Regions from separate parts of the Danio rerio genome. Here region 1 is linked to region 2. The links are chromatin contacts, called in public Micro-C maps. All regions are on one chromosome and are shown on one strand. Each heading gives the region's core, a stretch centred on a gene start, on an enhancer-like site or on the middle of the called end of the contact. The rest is flanking DNA. Distances are from core to core; before and after follow the strand shown. Region 1 holds the start of lmo4b (LIM domain only 4b). Region 2 has its middle 16 kb from the start of pkn2b.

Region 1 (3,881 bases), core at 736-3,235, 550 kb before region 2:
ATGACACTAAAATATAAACGCTCGCAAAAAATGAGTGCACTTGTAAGTCAATTTTAAGGATATTTAGTCTTGCTGAAAAAAAGCTATCAATTTCAGGTTCTCTTTATTGTGAAATGACAATGACTTCCTTGCCCCAAAAATTGCCACAAAATGAGCAATTGCCCTCACAAACAAATCATAGTCACACTTTTTTTGATGCTCCGTTTGTTGAATTTAAGCTACATTGCAACTAATTCTCATTAGATTAATTAGACGGTTAGGGTTAGGGTTAGTGCAAGTTGACATGTACTGTACTTGCTAAGTTTCTTATAGACCATTCTGGGGGTGTAAACAATAACCTTTCCTGTCTTACGTTTTTAATTTCCATAACTTCCAAGAATCCAAAAAGATTTATAAATATTGTTATGACAGATGTTTTAACATAAAGTTAAAATTGAATTGCCTCTTGTTACAGTTAGGAAATAGTTTAGGGCCAATGAATGACATCACCTCATTGAAATGGTCTATAGTCAGTTAAATGTCTGTTGAAGGAGCAGTATCAACAGATATCTAGCAGACAGTCTACTAATACTCAATTGGACCATCAAAATAAAGTGCTACCCAAATCATCTTTAAAAGCCTTCGGACATAAAAAATGATGTTCTTTCTTGGTGTATTTGTGACCTTTGTAAATAAATAGAATAACAGTTGTTTCATGATTTTGTGACATAATGATGTGCATGACATGTTAACCTTATTATTGAATATTTTATTTTATTTTAAAGAATTTATTAAGGTTATGCTAAGTCTCAAAGCTAAATCTTAGAAAAGGCGACCAACAAATCTATAGTTTTAGTTCTCATTTATACCAGGGGATGGCGCCACTGTTATAAGAACATGAGCGTGACTTCTGTAGTGGTGTAGTGAATTTTCACTTTGTCCATGAAACCAAATAGACTTTTATATAGTTAACACAGCCCTCAGTCAATCTAATATGAAATAGATGAAATATGTATATGGGAACACTTAAACACTGGAATACTTACTAATAGCATGAAACTTCCACAATCAGTTTTGTAGATATGGAGCAGAAGTTCTCCAGATGAAGGATTTGCTCTGCAGACATTCTTTCAATGTCAAAGGAAAGGTAGAATAATTCATATCTGCACAAAAAAAAAAAAAAAAACATATATATATATATATATATATATATATATATATATATATATATATATATATATATATATATATATATATATATATATATATATATATATTATTGTTGTTGTTATTATTATTTTTATTATTATTTTATTATTATTATTATTTTAATACCACATTAGTATTAAGTAAACTAATAACTGTAAAACTAAATATTTTAAGTATATTTTAGTTGAAGAGTCATGTAAAATTTATAATCATATTTAATCAAATAAATTAACTACATTTGATTACAAATATATAAAGACAAATACATAAATATATAAGTAAAAATGAAAACCAATTAATAATGTAATATAACAGAGACTAAAAGTAACAGAAAATACAATAAATATATCTAAACTTTTTCTTAACATGCAAGACAATATTCAGGGAGCTGTGATTTTATGCAGATGTGAAAACTGTCAACTCCTTTAAATAATAAATATTATGAATGTACGGTTCTTGTTGGTCTTATGCTGTAAATGAGGAATTAATTCCGTATAAAATGTTTTTTTATTTAAAAATGTTTCATTTTGGGGACCCCTTGTGCGCTTACCGAGGCCCCATAGTGGGACCCGGTCCCGACGGTTGAACACCTCTGCCCTGTCCAACCTCAACAAGCAGACAGCCACTCTCAACCGCAATCTTTCCTTCTTTGAACAGTGTGTGTCGAAGTCAACCTCGCCTTCTTTTGATTGGCTGTATTCCTCATTCCGCTTGAATGGAGTGCGTCATGATTGGCCACAGCCTGATTGACGTCATCCTGCGAGAGGAGGTTTACTCTGGGTTTTTTTCTGTCACTGACACATGTAGAGCACAAGCGACAAGCAGCGGCGAGACATCAGCGCGCGAGAGAGGACAGTTACAAACACAAGCGCTCTCTTCATCTATGGAAATTACCGAAGACCTTGCCGACAGCTCCATCAACAAACCCGCCGCCGAGCTTTTCAGTGATAATAAGAGCATCTGAGAAAAAAGGTGACGGCAACAGTGGAAATATAATCTGAAAACTCCATTTGCTTGACTCTTTCGCAGCAGCGAGAAGTGTTCATCCACGCGCTGCTCCGTCTGTGAGTTTGTTGGACTGTGCGCGTTATTTTTTATATATTTTCTACAGAGAAAACAGACTGCTGTACATTTCTCACCACCATTCAACCATTACATTTCAAAGAGGTAAGTGCACTTCTCTTCAACTAACCGTATTTTGCTTTATGAATGGTAATATTTCGTAGTTTGACGAGACACGTTTGTTACGGAGCGACAGAATTGATGTTGCAGAAAAACACTACACACGAAAGCATAAAAGATTACAGTTACTTAATGACTAGATTTTATGTATTGTGCTTGTGTGCAAATTGTGTTGCATGTCACGCACTTATACCGTAATAATGTACGTTAGTGAATTAAACATGAGCGATGCGCGTTGTTTCATAAGAAGACCACATAGGTTATTTAGACGTAATCTTGGAAATTGCTGGCATTTCGAGTTTAATATCTTATTAGTGCATCTTAAGTGCGCGCGTGCTGTACAGATGGTCAACAAACCATAACACAAGTGCAATTCTGTCCATGTTGCATTGTGCATTCTGGCAGGAGCAGCTGTATTTAGTCTCCAGCACCGCGATCTGTATTACTGGCCATGGGCTGCTGATCTGTTTTATATTTCTGCACATCCCCTCTCTTAAATTGCCTGTCCGTGTAATTACTTGAGTTTGCCCATTTGACTTAAAAGCCACCCCCTCCCTCTCTTCAAATCTCCCCTCTTCCCTCTTCCAGGGAATGAAACTTGACGATGGTCCGATCTTATTTATCTGGGGGAGTCACTTTCGGTCTCTGATTCATCTCCCTTTAGATTTAATCAGCACTAAGGTATTGCTTGTCCCTAAGAGCCTCCACTAATGGGGTTACTGAATGCCTCTCTCTCTCTCTTTCTCTCTCAGTGCAATGTTTTCTACCCCCCGCCTCTCTCTTCTCCTCTAATTACCTTTCAACAAAGATTTGGCTTACAGCCTTTCACGAATATATCTTAAATTTTAATCTTTCCCACTTCGGTCCAGCAGCCCTCCTTATGAAACCTGGGAAACATTGCACACACACAGTACTGATGGATCAACAGAGCAAAGCACAGAACTGCAATCGTAAATGAGGGTTTGTGGTTAATGTGATTTCTGTCAGAGGCAGATATTTCTGTAGGCCGGCATTAACTGATTTCTTGCATATGCAGAATGATCCAACATAGTAGGGGTAATTTCACGCAGCAGTGACCAGTCCCCAAAGCGAATGCTGCTGAATGTTCTTCATGATGTTGGCTGGAAATCCGTCATCTGATAACCTTAGTGAAAGCAATTGGAATATGTCGACCTCTGAATGGGTCGTACAACTTTAAGGCTTCCTCAATTAACTTCTCCAGTTCTGGCAACAGTAGCATTTGGATTCCTCTCTCTCTTTCTCTCTCTCTCATGAAGGTTCAGGAAAATGTACTTTTAAAGCAATGCAGACAACCTAACAAAAGCCAGTGCTTCTAATTGTTCCAGTGACTTTAATGTTATCAGTGAACAGACATTTATCACAAATGGACCAAAGGAGCTGACTTCAGCACTTAGATAAAGATCAAGGACAGCCTGCCACTTTAAACAATTCTCAGACTTGCTTGAAGGCATTATATGCATTTAAATTATTTCAAAAGAGCTTTTAGGAAG
Region 2 (3,924 bases), core at 270-2,769:
ATATATATATATATATATATATATATATATATATATATATATATATATATATATATATATATATATATATATATATATATATATATATATCAAAAAGATATGGTGTTTACACATGCTTTAATTATATGCCATCTGTTGACACAATGCTGGTGAATGACAGAGTTTGTGCAAACATATCCATGTCACTGAGATGAGCTGCTTTTTATAACTGCTGTTTTCTCACCGCTGTCCTTTTTCTTGTGTATTTATTTTGTTATTGAGATGAAGGTGCATTGCACACATTTACATAATTATTTCTTTAAATGCAGTTCTCAACAGTATGGGCAGTGTCTAGATGTTTGTTACTAGTATATCACTCTGCTGGGTACTTATAAACTGTAGTCCATAACTACAAAATACAGGTGATTTTTGTTATTTTTGTTGTTTGTAACATAATCTAAATGACACTTTTTTCTGACAACTTTTTGAAGAAAGAAAATACATTTTATTGTTTGTCATTAGCAATATGAAGTGGATTAAACGCTATAGATTTTCCTATAAGGGGGTTTGTGAATAAGCAACAATGGGTTTAAAAATTATTAATTTAATTTAATTTAAATAGAGGTGATAAAACATTTAAAAACCAAATATATATATATATATATATGTATATATTAGAACCCATAATTAATAGATCCCATTAAATATAATTGAAACAATGATCCAAACTATAAATTTTAATATGTAATCTAGCAATTAATAAAAAGTAGGCTAACTGTAATCTGCTTATAAGTACTTAAAAATGTAATATATAATCTAATTACTACTAGGCCTGCTTCATTTTTTAATTATGCAATCCACATTACACATAATCCGTTACTATCCAGCACAGATCGCTAATATTTGCAGCTTCTTTTACTTTTATAAAATAAACAAATGAAAATAAAAACTGTGTGTACAGCAGTGCAGTTATTTATTAAGGAGTTGCCTTATATATTGTTCATAAACTCAACAGTTGTATAAATCAATTCAGAGATGCAGATAAATCTTTTTTATAAATATTTTGCAGAATACTTTTGTTGCTCTACTAAAGAAGGCTACACTTATCAAGATAATTGCAGATGCTTGTTTTTTTTTATAGCATCTATAACATATGTTGTCAGTACTTTAAAATGTTTAGTGTTTAAATGCATGTAATGCTTTACATTTTTAAGTGTTAAAAAGGTCCTATTTGTCTTATATTTAAATAATTAAGAGTTTAATTTCTATTGCATCTACGTTGAGATTTATATGGATTTTCTAGTTTTCAAATGAAGTAATAAAATAAGCCTGCTTAGTGTAATTAAGTTACATAAGTCAGATTTCAGACAAAGTAGTTTTGTTATTATAAAAATGTATGTAATAAGTATTTCATTTATTTCTTTTTTTTCGGTTTGTTTTTGTGAGTAACTTTCCCAACACTGGTCTCATGTTTATTATCTTGTACAAAGTTGCTGGCTGCAGTTCACATAATGACCACTGGTATCGCTAATAACCTTTCTAAATTCCACATATATATCCTCCTTTTAATCCGATGAGAAAACACAGCATGAAGTAATGGGCCACACAGACATCCTGTGTGAATGCTAAAGGAAATATGACTAGACAAGTGTTTTTCTCGCCCTTCCTCTCTTGGTCAAGAATCTGACACTACTGCCATCATTTAGATAATAACTGTGATCATCTACTAATGTTTACTAAGAATGAAAAGCAAGAACAGTCGTATATTTTCTTTTTTATAATCATAGTTAAGTCTGTCTTTAATAGTCAATTAGCTTAATTAAATTCATAACTGTGGAATATAGTGTTACTGAATGACAGAGACTCAACGTGAATTGAAAACAGGAGCATATTGTCCTTTACCTTGTTATTGTCCGTCACCTTGCAAGCTATTTTGGTCAATTTTTCATTCATTCATTCATTCATTCATTCATTCATTTTCTTTTCAGCTTAGTCCCTTTATTAATCTGGGGTCGATACAACAGAATGAACCTCCAACTTATCCAGCATATGTTTTACACAGCAGATGCCCTTCAAGCCGCAAACCCATCACTGGGAAACATCCATACACACTAATTCACACACCTAGACTACAGACAATTTAGCTTACCCAATTCACCTATACTGCATGTCTTTGGACTTGTGAGGGGAAACCGGTGCACCTGAAGGAAACCCACGCCAACACGGGGAGAACATGCAAACTCCACACAGTAATGCCAACTGACCCAGGTGAGGCTCGAACCAGCGACCTTCTTGCTGTGAGGTGTGATTTTTTTTAATGTATTATTTTCAATCACTGCACATTGCAAGAATATTCTAACATAATTTTATTTAACATTACTTGTGATTATATTAAGTGATTTATATTAATTTATTATAAATAACGTGATTTAACTTAATAATAATACAAAAATCATCATTAATATTTGTATTTATTATTTAATACATGCTTTACTTTTGTTGTTTTTGATAGATTAAGACAAAATTAAGATACTGTCAGAAATATAAAAATAATTTATTTGTTATAATTCAATTGTTTATGTTTTGGTAATATGCACATTCATTAAAGAAAAGAGAAATATTTCCTGTATATTGTCTTTACTTCTATTTGTTTGTATTTATTTTCTTAATGTTTTGGTAATGTATATTATATACACATTAAGTAAAGAAAAGATAAATATGTCCAGTGTATTTTCTTTACTGTTATTTTTCATTGTATCACATTTAAATCTATATTTCTCTTAACAAATTATTTTAATTAACTCTGCTTGCAGAAAGATTACTATTTGAATGTAATTTTTATTCATCACCATTTGTAATTAAGTGCTGAAATTATCATTAATGGTTGCATTAGTAATAAAGTTGAATTATGCGCTTATTAACAGATATCAAACCTCCTCCTCCTCTCTCCACCCTATAATCAAAAAGACAACAAATGAAAAAAACAACAGATGGGCGATGAGAGCACTCTGAATGTGTGAGTTCTCAGTTGCCATTCGCCCAAGTGCTTAAACACACACTATATGAGATGAACATAGAAACACACATTCAGAGCTGCTCTGTGAGTCAGAAATGGGAGAATTAGACTTCAGAAGAAAAATAAAATCTTTCACTTTCTCCCTCCCACTGATCGCCAGTCTGCGGTTCGTTGTGACAAAATATTTAACAGCGTTTCAGATGTTCAATAAGCCCACATCAGTTCCTTGAGATATTAATAAAGATATCGATGTGACAATTGCACCCAATTCTCTTCTAAAACGCCGAGGTTCAGAGACAAATGAATCAACAGTTGAAGACATTCCAGGTGATATTGTAATGTCACTCAGCTCTTTCTTCAGAGATAAAATACTAATGGAAATGAATTGGTGGAATTGTTAAACAGTCATTTGGATTTTAATTCAAGAAAAGATGAGCTCAGGTTAACTTCTAAATAAAAAGTTAAAAGCCCCTAAACTAAAAAAAAAAAAAAAAAAATTATGGGTTCCATACTATCGATTTATATTGGGACAACATGAAAGAATTAAGTTAACCTATTAGTTTTTATAAATTTAAGTGGATTAAACATAAAACAGTTGAACACAAAAAAAATCAAGAATTGTGTTGATTCAGCTTATTTTAAATAAGTAGTTTAACCAAACAGAAAACATTTTAACAGGTAATTATTTGGACAAATACTACAGTGTAAAAATTTAGAGAGAGTAAGATTGAATAGAACATAATAATAATAATAATATAAAAAAATAATAATAATAATAACTTAGGTAAGATAAATTGCCCATAGTATACGTGTGAATGAGAGTGCACTGTAAAAATGCAGGAATCCACACAGTTTATTAATATCGCCCAAACACAAATTGATTAAGTTAACTTAACACTTTTGACAAATTTCTGTGAATTGAACATAAA

Evidence for each region. A called contact is a pair of places that touch in the nucleus more often than the background predicts.
Region 1: a Micro-C map of caudal fin shows a contact between it and region 2, with 14 times the contacts expected there. The contact joins the promoter of lmo4b here to the enhancer-like site in region 2. A contact is called at or near these places in 3 of 18 Hi-C or Micro-C datasets (caudal fin, hematopoietic stem cells and an unstated tissue) and 2 of 4 datasets of contacts at active chromatin or transcription factors (caudal fin and embryo).

The regions. Positions count from the first base shown.
Region 1 is chr6:28,424,999-28,428,879 of GRCz12tu, reverse strand. lmo4b (LIM domain only 4b) reads left to right here and starts at 1,985. Exons shown (of 5, transcript NM_212689.2): 1 at 1,985-2,355. It also overlaps a transcript of kyat3.2 not described here.
Region 2 is chr6:27,877,661-27,881,584 of GRCz12tu, reverse strand. It overlaps a transcript of kyat3.2 not described here. Among named protein-coding and RNA genes, the nearest start is that of pkn2b, 16 kb to the right of the region's middle. Within about 2 kb of position 1,519, at least 6 of the 62 cell types and tissues checked have an H3K27ac peak or open chromatin away from gene starts, as enhancers often do.